2 separate regions of the Mus musculus genome follow, and region 1 is linked to region 2. Evidence: chromatin contacts called from public promoter capture Hi-C data. All regions are on one chromosome and are shown on one strand. Each heading gives the region's core, a stretch centred on a gene start, on an enhancer-like site or on the middle of the called end of the contact. The rest is flanking DNA. Distances are from core to core; before and after follow the strand shown.

The links. Promoter capture Hi-C pulls out the DNA fragments that hold promoters and counts their contacts.
Region 1: a contact with region 2 is called in a promoter capture Hi-C map of pre-B cells, with 5 times the contacts expected there. The contact joins the promoter of Nprl2 here to the promoter of Tlr9 in region 2. A contact is called at or near these places in 1 of 39 promoter capture datasets (pre-B cells), 2 of 115 datasets of contacts at active chromatin or transcription factors (bone marrow-derived macrophages and pancreatic cancer cells) and 1 of 9 other capture datasets (pancreatic islet).

What each region holds. Positions count from the first base shown.
Region 1 is chr9:107,536,428-107,543,648 of GRCm38.p6, forward strand. It overlaps Nprl2 (NPR2 like, GATOR1 complex subunit), which reads left to right and starts at 5,782. Exons shown (of 11, transcript NM_018879.2): 1 at 5,782-6,026; 2 at 6,555-6,646; 3 at 6,741-6,909; 4 at 7,080-7,188. The coding sequence starts at 5,949. Cyb561d2 (cytochrome b-561 domain containing 2) reads right to left here and starts at 5,766. Exons shown (of 4, transcript NM_001357289.1): 1 at 5,608-5,766; 2 at 5,070-5,223; 3 at 4,576-4,613; 4 at 2,584-3,958. The coding sequence starts at 5,196. The coding sequence ends at 3,455. It overlaps Tmem115 (transmembrane protein 115), which reads left to right. Exons shown (of 2, transcript NM_019704.2): 2 at 1,438-2,229. The coding sequence ends at 1,639.
Region 2 is chr9:106,217,642-106,225,343 of GRCm38.p6, forward strand. It overlaps Tlr9 (toll-like receptor 9), which reads left to right and starts at 4,957. Exons shown (of 2, transcript NM_031178.2): 1 at 4,957-5,065; 2 at 5,874-7,702. The coding sequence starts at 5,063.

The DNA of each region.
Region 1 (7,221 bases), core at 4,532-7,031, 1.3 Mb after region 2:
ATGCCTTTAATCCCAGCACTCAGCAGAGGCAGGTGGATTTCTGAGTTCAAGGCCAGCCTGGTCTACAGAGTGAGCTCCAGGACAGCCAGGGCTATACAGAGAAACCCTGTCTCGAGAAAAAAAAAAAGTGGATAGAAAAGGAAGAGTGGGGACTGGCCCAGTCACATGGGGTGGGTGACAACTCCCAGACAACTGTCATGCAACTGCATGCCACTCTCGGACCCAAAGGGCTACAAGGAGGAAAGAGGATTCCACAAAGTGACTGCTGGCAAGGACATCTCCAAGAGTAGTCTGTGGAGTGACAGGGAAGACCTGCTACTGGGCTAGGCTGGAGCACATTAGTGTTTTCAGTGCCTGTATCCCTGCTGCTTTTCCTGTCTATTTTCTTGGCGTGGTAGAAATTTTAGATCTTAGAACGCCATAGGGTGGCGTGTCTGCCTGTAGCAGCAAAGAGGTAAGCCATCGGGATCCACGGACACTTCACCTTCTGTGGGCAAGAGTGCTGAACACTTGGAAACTTGTCCTTCACTGAGGCTGGGTAGCTTGGTGTGTAGGGTGTGTCTTCCTTAAAAGAGTTTACAGCTGGTGTCCAAGGGGTGGGAAAGCACTCAAGGCATGCTGCAGGCCCTACAGCTTGAGACTTCTCGGGTGTCCTAAAGAAAATTTCCAAGGGTATTTTCCCACCTTTTCTCAAAATAATGCCTGCAGAAGTCTACCCTGTGGAAACAACAGACCCTGCTCTCTGGCCTTCCCACATGGCTGTTTCTGCTACAAAGGCTCTGCTAAGGTCTGGGTGGCTTTGAGAAAAGCTTCTAGAAAAATTGTCATAGGAAGGGCCATGCAAGTTGAGGCTGCTTCATTAAGAGCCCTTCGCTGAGGGAGCCTGGTGATACAGGCTCTAATCCTGTTACTCGGGAGGCTGAGACAGGAGATCCAAGGGCTGCCTGTGCTACAGAGCTAGTTTGAAGCAGTATGGACCTGCCTAAAAAAAAAAGTGTTTAAGGGCTGGGGACAGCTCTGTGGTGGAGTGCTGGCCTTCGCTTTAATCCCTAGTACCACAAAGCCAAATAACCCTGCCCTTGGAAATGACACCAGCGCACGTGGGACGCATTTCTAGGGACTGAAACACGCCACTCCTGACAGAAGCACTACACCCACCCGTCTTTAGCTAGCAAACTCAGAAGTATCCGTGGTGGCTGGCCTGCTAGGTAGGCTGCCAACATCTAGGTAGCCTTCTCAGTCTGGAGGTGCCTTGGGTCCTCATTCAATTGCCAAAGCAGATCCTGGCCCAGGCTCTTAGACGCGGCACGGGGATGGGAAACGTGGGATTTGGAGGCAAACCTCTTTGGTAGGAGGATTTGGCCTTATTGAAGAAGGTTGCAGAGTATGTTGGTCTCCCAAACCCAGTGTAACCTGCCTTTTCTCTTCTGGCTCCAGGCAACTAGCCCTAAAGGCTCTCAATGAGCGGCTGAAGAGAGTGGAGGATCAGTCAGCCTGGCCCAGCATGGATGATGACGAAGAGGAAGCTGGGGCAAAAACGGACAGTCCTCTGCCCTTAGAAGAAGCTTCCACGCCCCCAGGGAAGGTGACCGTCCCGGAATCCAGTCTCATCACCTTGGAGACAGCTCCCCTACTCTAGACCACTTTGAGTGCAGTTCTTCTACTCCCATGCCTTCCCGATCCGTCTCGGCTACTGCAGAGCACTGACTGCTCTGAGGAGAGGGAAGAGGGTCTGCTGGGGGTTCCTGTGGCCTTCCGCTGTGTCTGGACAACACTAACACAGGACCCTTGTTGCTACCTGGTTCTGACTCCAGACAACCACAATGCCAGGTACGGGGTCTCTGAGCAGCAGCCAGTGCAGATCCCCATTTGCAGTAAGATTGTACCTCAGCGGTACAATTCCTCACCAAGGAAGTGGCTGCAGGGACACTGGTGCCACGGCTCCTGGGCCAGCCCTTATGTCTGAAACTGGTTGCCAACAGCCCCGAGCCAAGGCAAGGATTTGTGTTTGCCAAAAATGTTCTGGGGACCCAGCCAGTGTGGGTCTGAACATCCCCGCCCACCCCCAGACTGCATTCTCATCAGGGTTTCTTGTGCCCTTCTGCTGTGGCAGTGACAACTGTGCCTAGCCGGGGCTGCCACAGCTCCCAGGTATTTTCTACAGGACCATCTGAGCGGGCAGCCAAACCTGCTTCACAGTATCAATAAAGCGGTTCTTTGAGGTCTGGCTCCTGGGCTCCGTCAGACCACCTTGTGCAGCCCTCTCATCTTTATCAGATGCAAAGTTAAATGTGTTTTCTGGGTTCTAGGGCTCAGTTCCATGACACCTCCACCTGGCTAAGAATCCCACTGCCCATACCTCTTGTCTATTAATACACACCTGCTGCTGGGCAGTCTTGCCTGAGCCATCACCTTAGTCCCTTTCTCCTTTTCCCTCTCCTCGGTCTACTGGGGAGACCCTCAGCCAGTGGACCTGACAGACTTCTCCATCAGTAGGTGCTGGCTTAGGCAGGGCATGGTGGCACATATCTATAATCCATGTCGCAAACAAACAAAACCAGGCGCTGAAGGCATAGCTTGGATGACAGAACACTTGCTTAGCATTTCAGAGCTCTGGGTTTGGGTCCCAGCACTACATAAGTGGGGCATGGTATGGACATACATGGTACATACATCTATAATCCTAGCACTGCGGTGAAACAGGAGAATCTGAAGTCTGTCATCCTAGGCCATGTTGTGAGTTCAAAGCCCACCTGGGAGACTTGAAACCTTGTCTCAGAAACAGAAGGCAAATTTCTCTTGTTCATGATTCTACTTTCTTTTTCCCTTTTGAGACAGGATCTTACTATGTAGCCTTGGTTGGCTTAGAGCTCACAGAGATCTGCCCGCCACCACAAATGACCATGGTTCAACTTCTAAGTCCATCTCCTGTCACTGGCCATAGTCTCCAGACTCTAGCACAATTAGCTGGAAATAGCTGTGCCGTCCACACTTAGCCCCCCAATGCACTGGGATCAGAGGAAGTTTCACAGCAGGCTCTGAGGACTCCCATTCAAGGAGGGGCCCCTCCTTACCCAGCTGACCATTTTCTTACCATGATGCATTAGCAAGAACCATCCTCAACTCTGCGCTGCTCCTCCCGACAGGTTTTCAGGATTCTGTTTGTTTATTTTACTTTTCTTTCCTCCATGATTTCTGGACATACCAGTACAAATATAAGCTGTATGGCTGCTGGGGAGACTGTTGCAACTCCAACTTCACCCAGACACATGACCATGCTCCCCTGGGTTGACAGCAAGAAAAGGGAGACACTCTAGTGTGAGGAGATCTACCCCTGAGTGCCCTAGTCCCTGAAATGTCCCCAGACCCTGTCAGTTGTGAGAGTCCAACAGGTTCCGAGCTCCTGGTCCGAAGCTGAGGTGCAAATCCAGCCTTCGTAATAACTGGTGAGTGCTCATGGCTGGATCCTCTTGCGGTACAGGTAGGCATTGCTCACTTGGTTCATGATTACCAAACTGGTGAGGATGGGGCACAACACAGCCAGGTACCAGGCACCACCAGTGACAGTGGCAGTGAACCAGAGTGAGAACATGCCCAACAGGAGGCTGGCACTGCCCAGCAGGTAGCCCACCAACCCAGAAGTGGCGTGGTAGAGTTTCAGCTTTGCCAGGGGCCATCGGGGCAGCAACTTGGGGTAGAGCAGCCCCATGCCCCCTGAACACTGCAGACCTGCCCACAGCACAGCTAACAGCCCTGCCTGCCCATGCCGAGTGGTCAGGTGTGCTTTGCCAAGCTGCTCTTTGTGGAGGATGACAAGACCTAGACCCAGCAGAGCACAGAGTAGGGCCAGCAGCTGGAGCACCCAGTGGCAGCGTGCGCGGACCTTCCGAGAGAGGGACCGCAGCAGGGAACTCTCAGGAGAGAACATCAGGAGTGCCTCGGTCATCAGGAAGGAGAACTGAGGAGACAAAAACTCAAGTGAGCTCTGAGCACTTAACCCTCCACAAAGGTGCACCCCCTTCCGTCCCCTTCCCCCAAGGACAAAATGCTGCACTTGATAAGATGAAGGCCCTGTGTGGCACAAAATGGCTGCCCTGAGTAGTTAGAGCTGCCTCTCCAGACTTCTTCCTGGGTGTTTTTCTGAAATGTCACCTCGGCTATGTGACCCAGCAAACAAGGTTTGAGACATGGCAGTTATAAATGATTCACAAGCTTTGTCTCCCTTCCATGGGGCAGGATACAATTTCTTGGCAAGAGCTAGCCACACGGGTGCACTGTTTCAGGGACAATTAGATGCATCACCAGAAATTAAGGTTTTTAGGGACAGAGCAGCCTCCAAATGCCATTTCTCAGCTTCCTAGCTGGAGGTGAGAGAAGCCGCCCTTTTGTGCTTGGGTGAGCTTCATCTGTTCGTCCTGGGTCATGAATACCGTTTTCAAGCCTTGGATATTCGTCAGAAGCAGGAGTGAGGACATACAGCTCGTCTACACTGGCACTAAATGCCTACAAGGATTCTGAGAGCCACCAACAACGCCCACATTCTACCCCTAAAAGCTACCCAAACCCACTACTTACAGCCAGAGACATAAGAACGGGGTGCCAGGAGAACAGACCTGGAATGAGAAGAGGGCGCCTCATGGAACTAGGGAAAAAGAAACCAGCATACCAGGCTCTATAGCCGGGATGGACAGCCCATCCATCACCCAAGGAGGGGTCAAAATGCGAGCCTCCTCCAGTAACAAGCTCATCTTACCCACCCCCTGTTCTCTTCCCTGGACAGAAAGCACGCTCTGCCACTCCTCTGGCGGCTCCTTCCTCCAGCATCCCCACAAGTCAGGAATGAAATGCCAAATCAAAGGAAGAGAAGCCATGTACTTAAAGCTTGCCCTGGCGGGCAGAGCCCCCACACTGGTCTGCTCTTCCCACGACGTTAAATACGTTCAACAGAGAATATCCTTCAGCCAGTCAATCCTGTTCTCAGGAGTTACGCCCATCGTTTCCTACTGCCCCCTGTTCCCCAAGAGAAGTAGCTTTTCCCTTCCCATAAGTGGACTATGAATTCTACTTACTGGAGCCAGGTCTGGCAAGCACAGCAACAAAGATGGTAAAGCCTAACGCCACGAGGTGGGCTGCAGCCCCAGAGGCAGTGCGCAGAGCTCGGTAGATATGCGACTCCGTCTCCACAGAAAGGGCCATGGTCAGCCCAGCCGATAGCTGCACAGCCTGAAAGCATCGTAGGCGTTGGCAAGAGTGCCCACTGTCCACGCCCCTCACTGGGGACAGTAACTCAGGACAGAAATGGCACCTTTTCCCGGAGAAGTTATGACAGGAGCAGAGTAGTGCCGGCACTAACAGTCCCAACTTAGCAGTCTACCTGTCAAACACCTGTATTTGAAGTGGTAACGATCGCACCTTCCAAGTGGGAGGAGGAAGACTACAAATCCCAGAATGCAGCACGTCATCGTTAGCCGGAACGGAAGGCGTGGAGCACTACGGGAATTGTATTTCCCAGCTGCTTCCCTACCTAAGCGTGAATTTCTTTGCACACTGCCTCCCCATGTGCACCTGACACGCTGTACCTCCACCGTAGAATTTTGCCCTCCTCACCTGCTTCTCAGGTTCTACGCAGTGACTTCCTCCAAAATAAACTGGACCCTCGGCCCCGCCAGCCGCGCCACCGCTCCGTTACGGAGTAGCTTCACTTCCGGGTGCGATGTCTACCCACCCGAGACTTCCTGGGACAAGCCCCCTCCCATCCCATCCAGCGGCAACCACGCCCCCTGAGTCGCCCTGCGCAGGCGCTGTTGAGTTGACGGCTCGTTGGGTTTGCGCTCACAAACCTGTGTGACCTACCCGGGCCTCTTTCTCTTTTTGACAGGGTATTCCAAGGCGTAGAGGCGATCCCCACACGAAAAACAGGGATTACAGACTTGGATCCAGACAGCGCCATGGGCAGCAGCTGCCGCATCGAATGTATATTCTTCAGCGAGTTCCACCCAACGCTGGGACCCAAAATTACCTATCAGGTGCCTTCCACACTCCCGGACTAGGCGAGGGGAGGGATGCTCTCTGGAGCTCAGCTGGCCGCCTGGAGGGGTTGTGGTTCATCCACGCGTGTCTCTTCCATTGAATGGAGAGGGTACACAGACCCAGGTCTCCGGTTTCTAGTGTGGGGGAGGAGTTTTGTCCCCCAAACTGAATCAGGTTCTAGTGTGGGGGAGGAGTTTTGTCCCCCAAACAGAATCAGGCTATAGGTTTCGGGGAGGTGCTAAGGCTCATGAAGGTTTAGATGACCCAAGAGAAACACTGGACCAAGACAAATGATATATAAAAGTTAGGTGAGGGTAGAAAGGGGTATTCCAGGTAGTGGGAATAGTGAACGCAAAAGCCAAGGGAGCTTGCCAAAACATAGCATGTGTTTGGAAGCACAAAGTAGACCACTGGGTGGATGAGGGAAGAAAACGGTAGAGGGACTTGTGCCTGGGTGGGCTGTAAAAATCTGCCCGGACCCAACGTCCACTGAGGGAGCTCTCTCTCATGGCTGCCTTCTCCAGGTCCCTGAGGATTTCATCTCGCGAGAACTGTTTGACACGGTCCAGGTGTACATCATCACCAAGCCCGAGTTACAGAACAAGCTCATCACTGTGTGAGGCTTTAGTTGGGTGGGAGGAGAGGGGTCCCAGCCTGGCTTGGGGGTGGGGGTGGGGGCGGGGCAGGCTGACTCTGTTCTACCTCTCCAGCACAGCCATGGAGAAGAAGCTGATTGGCTGCCCCGTGTGCATTGAACACAAGAAGTACAGCCGCAATGCTCTCCTCTTCAACCTGGGCTTTGTGTGTGACGCTCAGGCTAAGACTTGTGCCCTGGAACCCATCGTTAAAAAGCTGGCCGGCTACTTGACCACGCTGGAGGTCTGCAGCAAGATGGGGCCAGGGTGGGTGGGTGGGTGCGTCCGTGGTGGGCACAGGTGGGGAGAGAGTTCCTGTGTCTTGAATCCCCAGCCTCCAGCAGCTAGCTCCATGTTGCTGCAGCAGGGAGCCTGAGGTGTGGTCACTCACTGTGCTGTCTGTGTCTTCCCCAGCTTGAGAGCAGCTTTGTATCCAACGAGGAGAGCAAGCAGAAGCTGGTGCCCATCATGACCATCCTGCTGGAAGAGCTGAATGCCTCCGGCCGCTGCACTCTGCCCATTGGTACGGCCGCCTCTGCCAGGACGGCAGATGAAC
Region 2 (7,702 bases), core at 3,707-6,206:
GTTTATTTACTTCTGTCTATATTTCTTTTTTCTTTTTTTAAAAAAAGATTTATTTTATTATTATATCTAAGTACACTGTAGCTGTCTTCAGACACACCAGAAGAGGGCATCAGATCTTATTAAGGATGGTTGTGAGCCACCATGTGGTTGCTGGGATTTGAACTCATGACCTTTGGAAGAGCAGTCAGTGCTCTTACCCGCTGAGCCATCTCTCCAGCCCCCTGTCTATATTTCTTTTGAGTCAGGGTTTCCCTATGTAGTCCAGGCAGGCCTTGAACTCTGTTCTCCTACATCATCCTCGATGGAAGGATGGGTGTGGAGCTCAGCTGGGAGGTTCATCAGAGGGTCAGGAAAAGCCCCCACGGAGCGAGGGTGATGTGTGTAAAGGCAGAAGGCAAACTGGATCACGTGGGGGATTGTGACTTTCCTTCTACCGAGAGGCTGCTGACCACTGGCCTCAAGGACAAAGGAAGCAGGAGGGGAAGGGAGGGCTCAGATGTCGGGGATACACTGAGCAGATTGACGTCCAGGATCAGCGTCAGTGAGACAGCTCAGCTTTGTTGGGGTGAGCAAGGGTTATATAATCTTGAGGAGCGGGTAGGAATTTTCAGGGTGAATATACATTATTGGCTACAGTGGAGGTACCTCATTTACATAAAGAGGAGTTCCAAGCACCTGTGGGTGGGTTCTTTCTGGAGAGAGGAAATTGAACCTGTAAGTTGGCCACAGGCTACCCGACTTTCCTCAGAGGTTTCTTGGGGTTACAGGTGGGGAGGATTGATTGGTTATACACAGTACCTACTTATCATACGGTGGGAAGGGCTGAGGGGTGTTATGTGATGCAGTACTGGGGAGAAGTGGAAGGACAGAGCACACAGAGCCACTGCATGGACAGTGACTAGGACTCGGGATAGTTATGGAAGGATCTGTGTTGCAGGATATTTGATCACACTGTGAACCCCAAGATTGTGAGCAAAACAAAACAAAACAAAAAACAAAAACCTGTTTCTAGTTGTGGTGTGGCCCAGTCCTTAGCACATTCTTTAATCCCTCTAGCTGAGATTCAGACACACCCTTAGTACACACCTTTACACAAATAATGAAGGTAAAATAGTTTGTAGAAGGAAGCACCCATGTTTGAAAGTGATGGCTAATTGAGTGGCAGACAAAGTGATGAATCAGAGAAAGAGTTGACAGACTAGGATAGGCCCAACTCTCAGGAGAAGAGAGAGGAAAGGGAAGCTACATACGAGAGAAAGCATCAGAGAGAAAGGGGGAGGCAGTTTTATGGGGAGAATTTTACAGAGACAGAACATTAAAGACAGAACGATCCAGAGAATGAGAAGGAGCCAGAAGATTAGAACATATTGCCAAAGTTCGTTTAAAGCCAAGCAGAGCATCTCAATCAGAAATTGAGAGAAGCTAGATCGAATGAGCTTGGAGAGGAGTTTGAGCCAGAACAGCTGAGTTGAGTCAGCCAGCCAGCTCTCAGAAAGAACTAGAAGGGGTGAGCTTATTCAGCAGCAAGTCTCAGAGGCTGAAAACATTTTAGACCTAGACAAGAAGATTGTAAAGAGGCTAGAAGCTTCCGGGACTAGGCCTAGGTTAGCAGATGGGCAGGCAGTAAATCCTCTAAGCCAACAATTAATAGAGTAGAATAAAGTTACTTTTATAGATCTGGGCAAAGGAGGGACCCAGAATGAAAGTATTTGAACAGAGGCTACTGGAGAGATGACTCAGCAGTTAAGAGCACTGGCTGCTTTCCCAAAAGACCTGGGTTCAATTCCCAGCAACTACATGGCGGCTCACAGCTGTGTGTGCCAGTTGCAGGGGATCTGGCATGCTCTTCTGACTGCCTCAGATACCAGGTAAGCAAGAGGTACTTAGACATACATGCAGGCAACACACACGTATGCACACACACATATGTATTTCCATATATTTGTGCACCTATATGGAGAGAGTGTGTCTTAGTTAGGGTTTTACTGCTGTGAACTAACACCATGACCAAGGCAACCCTTATAAGGACAATATTTAATTGGGGCTGACTTACAGGTTCAGAGGTTCAGTCCATAATCATCAAGACAGGAGCATGGCATCATCTAGGCAGGCATGGTGCAGAGGAGCTGAGAGTTCTACATCTGAAGGCTGCTAGTGGAAGACTGACTTCCAGACAACTAGGATGAAAGTCTTAAAGCCCATGCCCACAGGGCCATAGCTTCTAATAGTGCCACTCCCTGGGCCAAGCATATACAAACCATCACAGAGAGAGAGAAAGGTTTGAACAAGCCTTTCCAGGGGCTCAATATGGACAGGCTGCAGGGGACTTGAGCAGGACGTGTGTGTGTGTGTGGGGGGGAGTCTAGATTAGAGATGATGTCAGCTCAGGCAGCAGGTGGATAGGCAGGTTGTGAGCAGTGGGCAGTTTCTAAAGGGACAGAATCAGGGCTTAATGTCTCTCCAGGGTCTCTGGGGCTTTGAGCTTGAAGAACCAGCTCTAGTCACCAGGGCCAAAGGAGAAGGTGACAGCCAAGTAGGTCAGCGTTGGGTAGCACTTACCTCCAAGGAAGGCTGAGGAGGCTCCTGGAGGGGTCAAACAGGGAAGTGAACCCCATAAAGAAACAAAACTGAAAACCAGCGGCCATAAAGAAACAAAAATGAAAACCAGTGGCTAGGCATGTGGCGCACGCCTTTAGTCCCAGCACTCGGGAGGCAGAGGATGGCAGATTTCTGAGTTTGAGGCCAGCCTGGTCTACAAAGTGAGTTCCAGGACAGCCAGGGCTATACAGAGAAACCCTGTCTCGAAAACCAAAAAAAAAAAAAAAAAAAAAAAAAAAAAAAGAATGAAAACCAGGTGCAGATTGACTTTGTCAACCTGGATCAGACTTTGGAAACCTTAATAACACGCGGTTTATTCCCAATGGATTTCAGCCCAGTGTAATTTGGGGGTGGGGGGAAGTTACCTGGTATAATACTATCCCTGAAGCACAAGGATGAAGAATTACATTGAAACTCAACTCTGGGTAAAAGATGGGTTCTAGAAGTAGGCTACCTGTACTAGCTTATGGGTCTGGCCTGGTCTCAGTCATACAGATAGCACAGAAGTCATTTGGGCTATTAGCCACCCCTAGTCCTGGTTGTGGGAGCTTGGAGGGGTCTCTGGCTGCAACAGTCATTTAGATTACTCGCTGTTGGTTAACAGATTCCACTAGGCTCCTCCCAAGGACCTAGGCTTGTGCCATCACCTGCCATCTACCAGTTGCAGCGGGCGAAGCAGAGGCACAGCTTATAAAGAGGACTAATTGCTACCTCAGCACTCCCCCACTGTCCTCCTTTTCTCTGCCTCTACCCCCTTTCCAGGTCCCCATTCCCCTCCTTTCCCCCCACAATAAACTTCCCTTAAATCAGGCCTGTCACGTGACATGATTTCTCCTTGGCCTGCCAAGTACTCCCTGACTCCCACCACAATTTATATATTTTGTAACACTGGCCACCTCTGGTCCTGGTTGTAGGAGCTTGTTGTGGTCTGGCCCAACATCACCAGAAGGTTAATCACTTTCTGCCCTCACCTTTCCGCATGGAAGAACAGGTTTTTCATCTTTCCCATGAGAAAGACAACCCAGTGTGCTTAACGTTCTTGGTTCCTCTGGCGATCTCTGTAGGCACAAGGACCTCCTGGCTGTGCTTCCAACCGGTGAACCATTCCATCCCCCAGGGAGATAGGGTGGTGTGGCATACACCTTTGATCACAGCACGCAAGAGACAAGAGGCAGGCTACAGAATGAGTTACAGAACAGCCAGGGCTAGAAACTTAGTCTTGAGGAAACAAATAAACAAACAAAAACACCTCAGGATATAAACAACTGAAAAAAAGCTTCAGGAAGTTCCTGAAAGTGACCAGATGCAATTGGTCCTCCCTAAGCTTATATGGACAGTGGAGACTGCTAAGAAGCACGCTCAGACAAAGGGAGGTGCACAGAGGAGCTTGAAAGAAGCAGAGACCAGCTGAGCTGCCTGAAAAAGGCTCAGACCAACTGTCTTGCCTGGACAATTCACTGTCCAACTGGGATAGTGTCTCCCACTCTGCATCCCCACTTCCCACAATGCCCCAGGTTGAGCTGTCAATACATTGTGCCATGAGCTCTCCATTTCTAGCTTCTGTAGTATCCATGACCTATGCTTTGGTGATACAGCTGTCTTTGAGTCATCTCTGCTCCTTTTAGTAACCCCTCATCCATACTTCAACCAGTAACTCCAATAAAATTCATTGGTAAACCAACTTGGACGTCAGTGGTACCTCGGTTTTGGTCTGTCATTGGTCTGTCACTTGGGTGAGTACACACTTGCTCACATCTCCCCAGGAACAGTGTCACATGACAGCAAGATCAGCCAGAATCTTGGCTGGACCAGCCGCAGCCTACCTCAGAAGCTCCAGCAGCTTGCTGTGCTCTGGGGTCTGGAGTCTGACTGGGCGTTTCGGGAAGTGGAGATGCAGAGTGGGAGATACTATTGCTGGAAGAGATGTGAAGGCTGCCGTAGTAGGAAAGCAGATGTTGGCTCCAGCCTCTGGCTCACAGATGCTCTCCATAGAGTTCTGGGGATAGAGTAGGTGAGAGAGCCACTGTCCCGAGAGCACCCATGAGACAGGCACTGAGGCATGAGAGTGAGGTGACACCCTCCTCACGAGGGTCAGTGCTCTGCCTAGCTCTGGTGCTATTAAAATCTGGTTTCTCATTGACCTTGGGCTGGAGTCTGGGTTTTGGTTCCTTCCCACAGCTCTTTGGGGGGTGGGGGGCATATGTGATACCCTTTGGCTGATTGTGGGGTGGGGAGGAGAGTGGAAAGAGGAAGGGGTTGAGGGGGTTATCTGTCTGCCATCTGACTATGCAAATGATGTGTGACTCATTGTACCACCTGCTCTTTCAGGGTAGGGACAAAGTAGCTACTAAGCTGTAGTGAAAGTGTCACTTCCTCAATTCTCTGAGAGACCCTGGTGTGGAACATCATTCTCTGCCGCCCAGTTTGTCAGAGGGAGCCTCGGGAGAATCCTCCATCTCCCAACATGGTAGGACCCCAGTTCTTAGCCCCCCTGGGGGGAGGGGCACCATGGGAAGGGACAGCAATGGAAAGGACTGTCCACTTTGTGCCCTTGGGACACTCATGGAACCCTAAGGGAATTGGAGCAAAAGCCATCCCCTGAGCAGAGAGTTGAACCTGCTGGGTGGATGGGGAGGCTAAAGCCCCAGACTTCGGTTAATGGTAGCACTTGGCCTGCAGACCTGCCACCCACTGCTCATTCCGAGTCTTCGACCTCTCGGCAGGTTGAGGGTTCTCAAGTCAGACTGGGGAGTCAGATGGGGGCTAACAAGAGCCAGCAAGTGCCGTCAAAGCCTAGATGGAACCCAACCTATACCTCAGTAAGGGTTCAGTCTTCCCTGCATTTTGGTCAAGGAGAATCCAGGAGGCTAGTGGAGCAAGGCTTCAGGGGGGTGGGGTGGAGGTACAGATCTCAGGCAGCTGCTGTGGTCAGGAGGAAAAAGCTGAGGCCCCAGAGGAGAGGAAGAGAAAGTGGGAGAGCCCCAGTAGGCCTGCTGGAGGCTGTCTCGGCTCTGCTACGGGTTGTGTTCTGAGCAAAAGCTCCAAGTCTGGGGCCTGGATTCCAGCCTAGTCCTGGTTCTGTGTCCTTGCTCTGAGCGGCTGTGCCTAAACCCAAATGGTGGATCTGAGTAGCTAGAAGGAGGCTGGTTGTTGGGGCAGTGGGGAAACACTTGAAGACGACTTGGAAGCCCTGAAGAAAGTCCCAGTGTGGAGGAGAGGGTAGAAGAGTGTACAATGACAGTAGACACTTGCTCATTTAGCCCTGGCTCTCACAGGTTCTCCGTCGAAGGACTCTGCACCCCTTGTCCCTCCTGGTACAGGCTGCAGTGCTGGCTGAGACTCTGGCCCTGGGTACCCTGCCTGCCTTCCTACCCTGTGAGCTGAAGCCTCATGGCCTGGTGGACTGCAATTGGCTGTTCCTGAAGTCTGTACCCCGTTTCTCTGCGGCAGCATCCTGCTCCAACATCACCCGCCTCTCCTTGATCTCCAACCGTATCCACCACCTGCACAACTCTGACTTCGTCCACCTGTCCAACCTGCGGCAGCTGAACCTCAAGTGGAACTGTCCACCCACTGGCCTTAGCCCCCTGCACTTCTCTTGCCACATGACCATTGAGCCCAGAACCTTCCTGGCTATGCGTACACTGGAGGAGCTGAACTTGAGCTATAATGGTATCACCACTGTGCCCCGACTGCCCAGCTCCCTGGTGAATCTGAGCCTGAGCCACACCAACATCCTGGTTCTAGATGCTAACAGCCTCGCCGGCCTATACAGCCTGCGCGTTCTCTTCATGGACGGGAACTGCTACTACAAGAACCCCTGCACAGGAGCGGTGAAGGTGACCCCAGGCGCCCTCCTGGGCCTGAGCAATCTCACCCATCTGTCTCTGAAGTATAACAACCTCACAAAGGTGCCCCGCCAACTGCCCCCCAGCCTGGAGTACCTCCTGGTGTCCTATAACCTCATTGTCAAGCTGGGGCCTGAAGACCTGGCCAATCTGACCTCCCTTCGAGTACTTGATGTGGGTGGGAATTGCCGTCGCTGTGACCATGCCCCCAATCCCTGTATAGAATGTGGCCAAAAGTCCCTCCACCTGCACCCTGAGACCTTCCATCACCTGAGCCATCTGGAAGGCCTGGTGCTGAAGGACAGCTCTCTCCATACACTGAACTCTTCCTGGTTCCAAGGTCTGGTCAACCTCTCGGTGCTGGACCTAAGCGAGAACTTTCTCTATGAAAGCATCACCCACACCAATGCCTTTCAGAACCTAACCCGCCTGCGCAAGCTCAACCTGTCCTTCAATTACCGCAAGAAGGTATCCTTTGCCCGCCTCCACCTGGCAAGTTCCTTTAAGAACCTGGTGTCACTGCAGGAGCTGAACATGAACGGCATCTTCTTCCGCTTGCTCAACAAGTACACGCTCAGATGGCTGGCCGATCTGCCCAAACTCCACACTCTGCATCTTCAAATGAACTTCATCAACCAGGCACAGCTCAGCATCTTTGGTACCTTCCGAGCCCTTCGCTTTGTGGACTTGTCAGACAATCGCATCAGTGGGCCTTCAACGCTGTCAGAAGCCACCCCTGAAGAGGCAGATGATGCAGAGCAGGAGGAGCTGTTGTCTGCGGATCCTCACCCAGCTCCGCTGAGCACCCCTGCTTCTAAGAACTTCATGGACAGGTGTAAGAACTTCAAGTTCACCATGGACCTGTCTCGGAACAACCTGGTGACTATCAAGCCAGAGATGTTTGTCAATCTCTCACGCCTCCAGTGTCTTAGCCTGAGCCACAACTCCATTGCACAGGCTGTCAATGGCTCTCAGTTCCTGCCGCTGACTAATCTGCAGGTGCTGGACCTGTCCCATAACAAACTGGACTTGTACCACTGGAAATCGTTCAGTGAGCTACCACAGTTGCAGGCCCTGGACCTGAGCTACAACAGCCAGCCCTTTAGCATGAAGGGTATAGGCCACAATTTCAGTTTTGTGACCCATCTGTCCATGCTACAGAGCCTTAGCCTGGCACACAATGACATTCATACCCGTGTGTCCTCACATCTCAACAGCAACTCAGTGAGGTTTCTTGACTTCAGCGGCAACGGTAT